2 separate regions of the Mus musculus genome follow, and region 1 is linked to region 2. The links are chromatin contacts, called in public Hi-C maps. All regions are on one chromosome and are shown on one strand. The core of a region is the stretch at or near the end of the contact, and the rest is flanking DNA. Distances in the headings are between cores, read along the strand shown. Region 1 overlaps Stk24 (serine/threonine kinase 24). Region 2 holds the start of Gm52105 (a long non-coding RNA gene).

Region 1 (5,960 bases), core at 626-3,125, 2.6 Mb after region 2:
CACTAAACACACAAACAAAAAAATCCGACCACCAAACCCAATAAAGGAAAAACTGGAGACTTGAAAGAATTATGCCTTGGAAATAAAACAGACATTTCAGGCAGAGGAGGAAGCACACTAATAAGGAACACTCAGAGAATCACTAAAGCTCTTGGAGTCTAAGAATACAGGAGCAGAAATGCTCACTGGGGGGCTTTGAAAAGTGGAGACAATGGCCCAGAAAACCAGTCAGAAAGACAAGGGACAGAAAACAGCTTTAAAGGGTAGAACCATTCAAAGACCAGATGAGAAGGTACAGCATCCAAAAGGGAATTTCTTTTAAAAAAAAAAAAAAAAAAAAACACCCCAAACCTCATCACAAGACAGCAGCTGCCAGACTGTAAAGGCCTCCTGACTGCCTGTACAAAAAAATATGACAACACTCACGCCAAGACGCCACTGTGGAACATCACAACACAAAGGAATCTTTTCCAGGCTCAGGGGCAGGACAGCGTATGTGGGTGGAATCTAGTCCTGGTGCACACTGCACTCCAGCAGAACACAGCTAGAACACAGCAGATTAGTAAATGTCTTTAAACCTCCCTGGAGGAGGCCAGGGCACAGAGGACATACCTGTATCCCCAGGCTCAGGGTGGTTAAGCTGGGGGTCAGCCTGGGCTACATAACATAATCCTGACTTAAAACAAACAAAAAAACAAGATGTGGCTGGGCAGTGGTGGCGCATGGCTATAATCCCAGCACTTGGGAGGCAGAGGCAGGTGGATTTCTGAGTTCAAGGGCAGCCTGGTCTACAGAGTGAGCTCCAGGACAGCCAGGACAGCACAGAGAAACCCTGTCTCAAAACAAAAACAAACAACAACAACAACAACAACAACAGCAACAACAAAAACAAGATGTAGCTCCGTAGTTCAGTGTTTGCCTAAAACACATGAGAGTTTGTCTCAGCCCCTAGGACCAAAAACGCAATTCTTGAAGGAAACCAACAACTTTATGCTATGTCCCACTACTCAACCAACAGGTAACTATGAAGAAAGAACCTGTATCCTAACTCACTGGAGGGGAGTCCAGGATACACTGTACCCATCAACCCAACCGCATGAATCCAGTAAAGACTGGAATCCAGAAAACAGGTATCAGCAGACAGCAACAAAATAATCAAGGCATCCAAGGTCAAGAGACCCAGAAAGGAGGAGTGGAGCAAACTGAAGGGTGCCAGCCCAGCAAGGGAGCACCACAGCCCAGCAAGGGAGCACCACAGCCTAGCAGAGGAGCACCACAGCCCAGCAGAGGAGCATCCCAGCTTCTCTCTGGAGGTTAAAAGGTCCAGCTGAGTTTCCTAGAAGGAGGTCCTGACACCTGGTGAAGTCTATCTGGAAAAACACGAGTCCTCTGACGAGGTCGTGCACTTCACTACCACTGTCCAGGCTGCAGACTGTATAGACACTGTTGTCAGATCTAATGTGAAAAGAAGTTGACAGAACCAAACCTCATCTGCAGAACTCTGGGTCTACAGAGCATACAGTTTCTAAACTCACCCTGGATAAGCCAAGGAGTGGTGGCTAAGTCAGCATAGAGAGACTTGTAGGGGCTTCCATCAGGATGAGATGGAGGCAGGGGACAGGTAACCTCGTGCATCTAATCTATGCAGCTGTTTCCAAGTAAAGCTAAACAAAACCTAAGTAACTGAAAACCAAACAAAGGAAAGGGAGGTATATCAAGCTTTCTAAGCCTTAGAGTTAAAAACAGGAAGAGATTTAAATAGGCAAGCCCTAGCTACACATTTGGTAAGCATTCACATAAAACTTACAATGTCCCCACCAATGACTCAGACAACACTCCAGCACGCAACAGTTTCTCTGGCTAACCACAAACCCTTACAAAACAGGAGGAAGGTCACTTAAGTCTCACTGTGTTGCTGGCAGCATAAACCTCTGGGCAGGCTACAGTATACTTTGTAGCAAGCTAAGCCACATCTTGTTTTACCCAGAGCAACTAACGGTTCTCCCACTATAGTCCAGGTCTGCCTGGAACTGACTCTCTGCAGGCCAGAACTTAACTCACAGCACACCTCTTGCCTAACTTCCCAAAGCTGCAGGCATAAGCCACAATGCCCAGTTCCAAGAACTCAGGACTGGGCACAGCCCTCACCCAGTCAGATGTTCTAATAACAATGTATCCTTTTCCCAAGACATTTAGTAAATCTCACTGTAAAAATTAGTTACAAGAAGTGACTACTACCAACAGATTCAAGGCAAGCCCAAGTTCTCCATTGCAGCAGCAGAGTAACAGAATACAGGTCTATTTCCTGCAAGCACTCCAGCCACAAGATTCCATTAGTGATAATCACCCCCAGCTAAGGCACACAGAAAGCATTAGCAGGGAGGGTCGGGTGGGGCCCGCTTCCTGTAGGTACCAGTTTCCAAGCAGGCAAGTCTGAATCATGGGAAAAATCACCCAAATAAAACTGTGTGGCAAGAGACCATCAGACACCTCCTGGACCATGGTCTGGAGGGTGTGCCCCATAAAACCACACTAGGATAGAGAACAGGCTCACTAGCTGCGCACACTGCAGCTTGCCAAGAACCAACAAAAGAACTCCATCAACCCTGTGGTTGTTTGAATAGGAATGGCCCCCATAGACTCACTTGTGTGTCTGAAGGCTTGGCCATAGAGTGGCACTGTTAGGAGGTACGGCCTTGTTGGAGGAAGTGTCACCGTGGAGGTAGTCTTTGAAGTCTCCTATGCTCGAGCTATATCCAGTCTCCTCCTGCTGCCTTCAGATCAAGATGTAGGACTCTCAGCTCCTTCTCCAGCACCATGTCTGCCTGCACACCGCCATGCTTTCTGCCATGACAATAATGGACTAAACCTCTGAAACTGTAAGCCGCCCCGATTAGATGTTTTCCTTTATAAGAGTTGCTACTGCAGTGGTCACGGTGTCTCTTCACTGCAACAGAAACTAAGACAAAAATGTGCACCAGTGCAGCTCAACTCCACTGAGAGCACAGCCGTTCCAAGAGGAACAAACATGCACAGATCTGGACGCCAGGAGGCCACCTTGCCACCGTCACAGCTGCCGGAAGACACTATTTACAGTGACAATCTGCCTGCTTTCTTGAAGAGTGTAACTGGGTGCCTGTATGAAATATTATCAATAGCCTTCCCTGAGCCAGGCATGGTGGCACATACCTTTAACCCAGCCACTGGAAGGCGTATCTGAGTTGGAAGTTCCCCGGTTCCAGGACAACCAGGAATACACAGAGAAACCCTGTCTCAAAAAACAAAACAAAACCAGAAAAGTACATTCCCTGATCTGGGACTAGAACAAAACCTCCCAAAAGCTATTTAATGCTTAAAAAAATAGAAAGATGAATCTACCACCCTGATATCCTGAGTTCAATCCCCGTTGTAACTCACCTACCAACCGCATGGTAGGAGAGAACGGACTCTGAAGAGCCGTCCTCTGACCCCAACACGACTATGAGGTCATGCACATCTGCATGCATATGTGCACACAGAGAGAATGGTTTTTAAATCTTGGAGCTGAAGAGATGGCTCAGCAGAAAAGCTGCTCTTACAGAGGAGCAGGGTTAGTTCCCAGCACTGCCTGTAACCCCAACTCCAGGGGATCTGAGGAGTGTATGTATAACATACCCTCCTGGTGCATACACACACACACACACACACACATACACACACATACACATAATCTTGACCTTCCCCACCCTATCAAAAAAGACAAAGAAATGAGAAAGCCTTTCAGGAATGAGAATGGTACGTGGCTCAGTGGGACGGTGTTAGAAAGCTACAGGGCCAGGGGAACCATACACACATACGTTCAAGCAAAACAAAGTCTTAGCAACAAGGAACACCACCAACAGACACAGGTACAAAATGACTTAAGAGAGGCAAGACTGTGCCGCAGCTGAGTTGGTCCAGTGCCAGCCAACCACTCATGAAGCCAAGAACTGGATTCCCCAGCACTGTATAAACCAATCAGATATTCCAAACACTGGGGAGGTGGAAGCAAGAAGATCAGAAGTTCAAAGCCAGCCTGGAGAGCATGAAGAACTTGCTTGTCCTGGAGAGAAAAGGACTTAAGTAACAGAAAAACATATCCGACCTTCCTCAATTATTTTGCACAACACAAGACAACAGAATAAAGCAAAGCACATGACAGGGCCATACATACCGTATTCACAGAATTCAAGCCACTGAGCTCTGTAAAAATTCTACAGGGCTCTCTTAGCTATCCAGGAACATTTGAGCCCCCAGTATTCCCTACCCCGGCATCTTCTGCTCAAATACTCTGATAACTTCTAGTGGACACCCAGAACCCACTTCCCAGATCACCTATGTCTGAGAACACAGACACCTCAAAGAACAAAATACCCAACCCAGTCTCCAGGCCTCAGCCCCACCCAGCAGGCCCGTAGACACCCCACCTCTCCATCCTACAGAAACTTGGTGCTTTCCAAACATGCACCTGGTCTCCTGGGCCCCAGTTACCAGAACCTTCTCAGGGCCTGCCCTGCAAGGGCTCCTGACCACTTGAGGCCAGGGACCTATATCTTGATATCATCCTCTGAAGACTCTGTCTACATCAGGACCAGAAGATGCTAAACCTCCATCCGCGTTCAGCCTCACCTGAGATGGTCTTGAAACCTAGACCTCACAACTTTGCTGAAAGGCCACTCAGACACCAAACCACCCCCCAGGGTACAGTTCCAAACAGGGCAACAAGAGCAGGTATGTCCCAACGAAGCAGGGAAGAGGGCGACTAGACTGTACACAACGGCCTATGGGCATTGAGTCTCACAGAGGGGTGGGCAGCTAGAAATGTGCTAGTGAGCATCTTCCTGGCTACCCTGCACACAAGCCCCCTCACAGCTAGGGCTTGCAGCCTAGGAGCTGAACAAAGGGAATGAAACCAGGATATAAAAACATCAGCAAGCAAAATCTAAGTTTTCTTCGTTACACCTTTAAATCATCTATACTTGCAAACACGAGGGTCTCTTAAATTCAAAGCCTCGAGACATGCTGAATTAACTCCAGCCTTCTTACATATGTGACTTATCTAACTTCGTGTATTTTAAACTTGGAGCCATGAACTTGGAGCCACATGAACCAGTGGGCTGTGGAATCAATTCAATGTTACAATCAGCTTCTCCCCCCCCACCCCCAACCCCCACTACTGCAGTAGTGACTTACAAGGAGCAAGAAACAGTGCTACACTCTGAAGCTTTAATTTCTGGTCCTGATGCCAAGTCTCTGTCTTACAAGGGTCACAGCCCAGAAAGGCTTTAAAAACGGCTAGCAGAATTCTGTGACAGAAATGTGCAGCCTGCAGAGGTAGACTGCTGCAGAGGGCTGGAGTTTGGTTCCTGTAGCTCTTCTTCCAACCTCCCAGGACTCCTATATACCTGTATCACATGCTACATACACATGTGCACACAACATACTTTTATACCAAAGAATTTTATAAGCAAAAAGCTAATTCTTTTAGATCCCTCAACCCCAAACAGGGTTTCTTTGTATAACTTACCTAACCATCCTAGAACTAGCTGTGTAGACCAGGCTAGCCTCGAACTCAGAGATCCACCTGCCTCTGCCTCCCTAGTGCTGGGATTAAGATCTGAGCCACCGCTTGCCTGGCTTGCATAAAGCTAATTCTTTTGCTCCATGATTTAATGGAAATTCAAAGCACTAGATAGGTCCCTCCCACCTCCAACTAAACTTTTTTCACTGGAACCAACATGGCAAAACAGTGAATGTTCCTGAAGAAGGCAGGAAGGACATAACAGCCACACTCATCTACTGCAGTCAGCTCAGAACGTGTTTTTTCAAGACAGCTACACTCCAAAGACCAACCAGGCTATCCTCGAACTCCGAGATCTGCCTGGCTCTGTGTCCTGGGACTAAAGGCACCTGGCCGGGTCTTACTTTCTAGTTCTCTCACA
Region 2 (5,676 bases), core at 220-2,719:
CTTGCAACTAGAAGCTTACTTAAGGTATGCGGTCTGGATAGGAGCAGTTGGGGAAATAGTTTTTGATTGGGTCCCATCTGAAAGTCATGCCTGCAGAGTGTGCATTGTGTCTGGGAGTTAGTTAGCTCTGGGGAAAGAGGGTGTTTGCTACTGAGTCAGCAGAGAATTTTAGTAACTACAGTATAGAGAGAACACAGAAAATGAGAAGTATAGTTAAGGAGAATATATTAACACCAGCCCCTGGGTCTTTTTTGGCTCAAGTGTCATCTGGGCGGGGCTTTGCTGTCCCATCCTTCCATAAGCATTAACGCACATCTAGCATGCAGCAGTGTTTCGCTGTCGAATGTTTTATGTAAAGAAAGCTCATGTTCAACTTTCCCAGGGTTCCTTCCTCCTCGTGCTTTGCCCAGTCTCCTCTACCGAGTATTCACAATTCTGTCACCTAACCGGCCATAGACAAGGTCTTATCATAAAGGGTATCACTAAGAAATATATATATAAAGGGTATCACTAATATATATATATATATTATATAATTATATAATATATATATATATGCCAGTATGTATGTGCATATTCATGCATGAATGAGTGCACATGGGTGCATAGATGCACATGGATGCAGAAGTGTGTGAGTGTCAGAGGTCAACAGCAAATCCCAAGGATCCGTCTGCCTCTGCCTCCCTGGGGTGGGCTGACAGTGCGTGCTACACTTCCCATACTTGGGCACTAAGGACCAAACTTGGGTCCTGGACAGCAAACATGCTACAGCGGAGACGGCCTCTGCCTCCTCAGAGGACATTTCCCAAGAAAGCGATGCATTCACTCATCCTGAAATGCCTTTCACTTGTGTATTTTGTATTTTGAATGCTCATTGCTGAAAGCTGAATCGTTCTTAATTGAGCTTGCGGTAATTAGCCATCTGGTCTACAATTAAGCCTTTGTCAGATTTTTGTTTTTTTGTTTTTTTGTATTATCAGCTAATTTGATTACCAAAGGTTGACGATTGGCAAGTGGCTATGCTGCCGTTCTTCAGATGCAAAGGGAGCTTGTGGGCTCTGATGTGTTGATTCATTAATGTGTTCTGTCATCAAAGCAATCCCTAGATTCCTGTCAGAGAAGGGGAACAGGACATGGGCCTGTCTAAGGGCAGGTAGCTGACAGTGAGGCAGATATCCAGCAAATATCAGCCTATCATGCTTAGAGATATTTGATGATTAAGTACAAGGGACACAGGATTCCCAGAAGAGCTGATGCTGAAATTGTCTGGCAAGATGGCAGAAATATGCCAAGGGAGGGCAAGAGAGAGGGCATCTCAGACTAAAGAACCTACCCAGCTCTGCAACTTATTAACTGCGTGGCTTGGGGGAGAATGACGAAGACTTGGCTCCTTGGACTGTAGACAGGGAGTGTTGCCTCTTTCAGGATTGGTGGTGAGTTAACGTGTGGGTAGCATGCAGCTGACACCTGCAAGCAAAGGGAGACCTAAAGCAGAAAAGAGCCACATACACCAGGGAACAGGCCAGAGCACTCGCATGGGACGACGACTGGCTGCAGACAAAGAGGAAACTGCTAGAGGCCTTTAAACTCTAAGGCAGGGTTGGACTTCAGCTTGAAAGAGTTAGAAGTGTCAAGAACGTGGTAAGCTTTGGGTGTCTGACAGCACTTGTCACGTGTGAGGATTGTCAGGGCTTCCTATTCGAACCTGAGCATAAGTAGCAGTGGGAACCTAGACAAAGACTTCTGGGAGTGGAGCTGAGGAAGAGTGTCAGAGGCTTATGAGAGATGGAAGGATTCCTGCTGGGAGCTTGGTGACTGACCAGAGAGAAAGGTGGCCACATCTATCCCCAATCTAAGTTCTTGTCCCTCTTCCTTGTTCAGTACTTTCCAGCACATGCCATGGTTTCAAGTTCTCCAATTCTTTCTTCCTGGTGACACATTTTAATTTATTCTTGACAACTGCCTACATGTGCATAATGCATTTTGACTATATTAGCTCCTCCCACCATAGCAGTAGAAACCCTAAGGCCATTGGAGCAGGAAGCTGAGGGCTCACAAGAGAGCACACTGGAAATAGCATGAGTGTCAAAGCCCACCTCCAGTAACAGGCCTCCTACAACAAGGCCACACCTCCTATTATAAGGCCACACCTCTCCTGACAAGGCCACGCCTCCTATTACAAGGCCACACCTCCTAGACCTCCCCAAACAGCACAACCAGCTTGGGACCAAGTATTCAAATACCCAAGGCATAAGTGAGCATCTCATTCAAGCCACCACACTCCTGGATTCCTTCTTCTCAATGACTTCCCTTGCTACTTTCAATTCTATTTTGTGGATGACCTCCTGAGGTTAATGGGGGGTTGCTTGTTGTGTGCCAACTTGACAAAACCTGAAATCTTTCAGAAAGAAAGCAGCCTCAGTTGAGGAAGTGCCTCCATGAGATCCAGCTGTAAGGCATTTTCTCGATTAGTGATCAAGGGTGGAAGGGCTCATTGTGGGTGATGCCATCCCTGGGCTGGTAGTCTTGGGTTCTATAAGAGAGCAGGCTGAGCAAGCCATGAGGAGCAAGCCAGGAGGCAGCGCCCCTCCATGGCCTCTGCATCAGCCTTTTGCCTCTAGGTTCCTGTCCTGTTTGAGATCCTGTCCTGACTTTCTTTGATAAGGAACAACAATGCAGAAGTATACACCAAATAAAGCCTTCCCTTCCCACCTTGCTTTTTGGTCATGGTGCTTCAACCGAGCAATAGAAGAATCTAAGACACTATGTAACCACAGGCAGGAGGTTATCCACAGGGGCATGGCTATACCACTGTAGAAAAGGACTTCCCTCTCTAGAAACTTTTCACTGCTCAAGCCCCTCCCCCATCAGTGATGGACTGTTGGCTGTCCCTATCTCATGTAGGTCCTGTGCAGGCACCTAGCATGCATGATTGCTACATTGTATCCTCCTCATCCTCAAGTGTTCCCATAATTCCTGTCTCCCACCACCACCTCCCACATGTTCCTTGGGCCTTGAGGGAGGCTTTACGGATGAGCACATAGGGATGAGCACCCTCCAGCCAGCTGTTCTCAAAACTTTGACAAACCGCGAGTCTCCACTAACTATCACCACCCATTACAAAAACACATTCCTAACCTCACGTTTAGGAAAATTAAAGAACCGGCTGTGTGGGATGAATTAGAATAGCTTGAGTGGATTTAGTTTTTACGTAAAAGACTGTACATTTTAGAAATTTAATACAAACCCGGGGTGGGGGGGGGGCGGGGAATGGAGTGAGCAAAAGAAATGGATGCAACTTTAGGCGCCACTAGTGGAGCAGTTAGCAAAATTAAGAGAGAAACAAAGTAACCATGCTCCCCAGGGAGCCGCATTCTACCTTAAGAGATTTGAACAAAGGAAACCGCATTCACTCACAGGAGGATGTAACAGCAGGATAGGGTGGTGGGGGTGCATTTAGTGTTCCATACAGGGAAAGGCAAAACATAAAAAGCATAAGGGTGTGCAAAGAAGGAAAGTGGAATTTGGGGTACATGTTACAGTGAAGCTGGATTTAGGATCACCCGGAGAAGTAATTTCTACCAGAGTGCCCCACAGTGGCTAGGTTGCTGCACAAGGAAATGGCTACAGATGCCCAGAGGAGCGGCTGCTAACCATCTGTTGTAATATGCGTGGTGTGCTGATGTTATTCTGTTTAAATTCAGGTGTTAATACATGTCAGGGGCAGAGTAAGAAATAATAGTTCTCGAGGTGTAATCTGGCATGGTGGGGTTCCTAAGACATCCACAGCATGTGTCACATGACTGTTGCTGGAGAACAGAATGACTGTGTCCAGATCCAGGCACAGGGCATGGGGTGGGGGGATACAACCAGCTGAGTCCCGCTTTTTGATGAACTGCTGTTGCTTGACATTTTTTATTTACATGTGCCAAATATAAACCATGAATAAAACCAGACCAGCTATCCCATAAGGAGAATGGTTTTCTCTAGAACATGAACTGTAGCGTTTGGGTGGAGCAGATGGGGCATGGCGGGTGGGGGTGGGGTGAAGAGGCGGTTTCTTATCTAACTCCAGCCAGCTGTTCTGTTCTGCAACTGTAGCAAGCACAACAGTTCCTGTCTTACCATGTTTGTTGCTCTATGAGACTCAGAAGTGTCTGCACACAACTGACTCAGCAGCACGGTTAACACCTAGGAGATCTGCCGATGCTCATTCTTCTGTCTGACCCTGGCCTCAGACCTCTGCAATATCTGTCTAGGTTTCAGGCAGGAGATCCTTCACGTGACTGTCAAATTCCCTGATACCAGCTTGCCTGGTGGCTGCCTCCTGACCCAGTGCCCTCTCTGAACTCTGTGCTTAACCAACCTGCTGGTCACCCCACTATTACCCCGCCCCCCTGGTGTCTTGAGAATAGCTATTAGAGGATGTGTGTAAGTGGGGAGAACATTGGGGGAAGCAGGGGAGGGGAGAACTGTGTGTGAGTCTGTGTGGGCACGAGTGCTAGCCATGAATGTGAGCCGTTTGTTTCGTTTAAAAAGTACTCGTGAGCTCCTAGTGATGTCTTGTGCCAAGTTAGTCCTGGTTGCCAGGGACAGCCTGGGTACTCATGAGATGCCCTGATAATCTTGCCAGGCCTGTGGTGAGTGTAAAACTGACCTGCAGAGCCAGCTCCCGAGTTCTCAGAGTCCCCACAACAGCACATCCTTTATTGCTCTTCCAGCCTCTGTGCCTCTTCATCCTGTGTCTTTGGTGACCCCAGCAGGGAATGGTGGGAATGGGTTGCCCTCACCCTGGTGTGGCCTGTCTGGCTTTTGCTCCAATTCCATTTAGAATTATGAGCAAACACAAATGGACTATCGCCTTTCCACCGGGCACATTCACATCCTGTATATTTTCTTACATGTAGCCCACATACATGTGTCATGTATGTGGCCCACATGTATGTGGTCTTACATGTAGCCCAATTGTCATGTATCATCTTTCACACGTTAGTTATATAATTAACCTCAGATAGAAAGAGTTAGAAATCAGAGGTAATGCTGGAGCTAGCTACTCACCCTGGACAGTAATTCACATGGAACAGGATTGGGACGGAGTACACAGCTTCCTGCTTTGTCGCCGTGACCATCCATCACACCGTCTTCCTGACTTCCTGGGACATACCAGGACATACTTGAAATCACTTTGCCTCCCCTGGGTCCTCAGAATCCTCGGTGTTATCTTTGGTGACATCCTCCTCCCTGTCGCCTCTCCCTCCTGGTCTGCGACCACTCGCTGTGTGACTCTGTCAGTTGCTTAGCTTCCTCCTTACCAGAAGGACTGAGACAATAAGAGTTAGTTACTGTTGTCGCTCTTTGTCCCAACACACAATTCTAGCCTTCCAGGACTGCTCCACACAGGGCTCATTTACCTTCAGCTCAGCAAATCTTTCCATTTAGGATTGTGTAAGACCTTCCACATATGTGGCCTCTGTGGGACTCTTCCTGCATCCCCATCTCTGTACCCTGATTTCCCTGCCTGTAACCACGGTTCCATTTCTCTCCTTGTCAGCTTGCCCATCCTGCTGACTCCGGGCCCTGCCACACTTCCCTCTTTATCCTGGCCTCTTTCCTGTGTATCTTCCATATAGCCACTCACCCTTCTGACTTCCCTGCTTCCCAACTCCCCTTGTTCTA

What was found. Hi-C and Micro-C count contacts between places; a contact is called where the count stands out from the background.
Region 1: a Hi-C map of the G1E-ER4 cell line shows a contact between it and region 2, with 8 times the contacts expected there. The contact joins two enhancer-like sites. A contact is called at or near these places in 2 of 39 promoter capture datasets (the HPC-7 cell line and pre-B cells) and 1 of 484 Hi-C or Micro-C datasets (the G1E-ER4 cell line).

Annotation. Positions count from the first base shown.
Region 1 is chr14:121,370,181-121,376,140 of GRCm38.p6, forward strand. The region is part of intron 1 of Stk24 (serine/threonine kinase 24); the gene reads right to left. Among named protein-coding and RNA genes, the nearest start is that of Stk24, 6.1 kb to the right of the region's middle. Within about 2 kb of position 1,876, at least 167 of the 459 cell types and tissues checked have an H3K27ac peak or open chromatin away from gene starts, as enhancers often do. A contact at or near this core is called in the G1E-ER4 cell line, where this site is marked.
Region 2 is chr14:118,792,247-118,797,922 of GRCm38.p6, forward strand. Gm52105 (a long non-coding RNA gene) reads right to left here and starts at 5,454. Exons shown (of 2, transcript XR_003951100.1): 1 at 5,059-5,454. It also overlaps a transcript of Cldn10 not described here. Within about 2 kb of position 1,470, at least 15 of the 459 cell types and tissues checked have an H3K27ac peak or open chromatin away from gene starts, as enhancers often do. A contact at or near this core is called in the G1E-ER4 cell line, where this site is marked.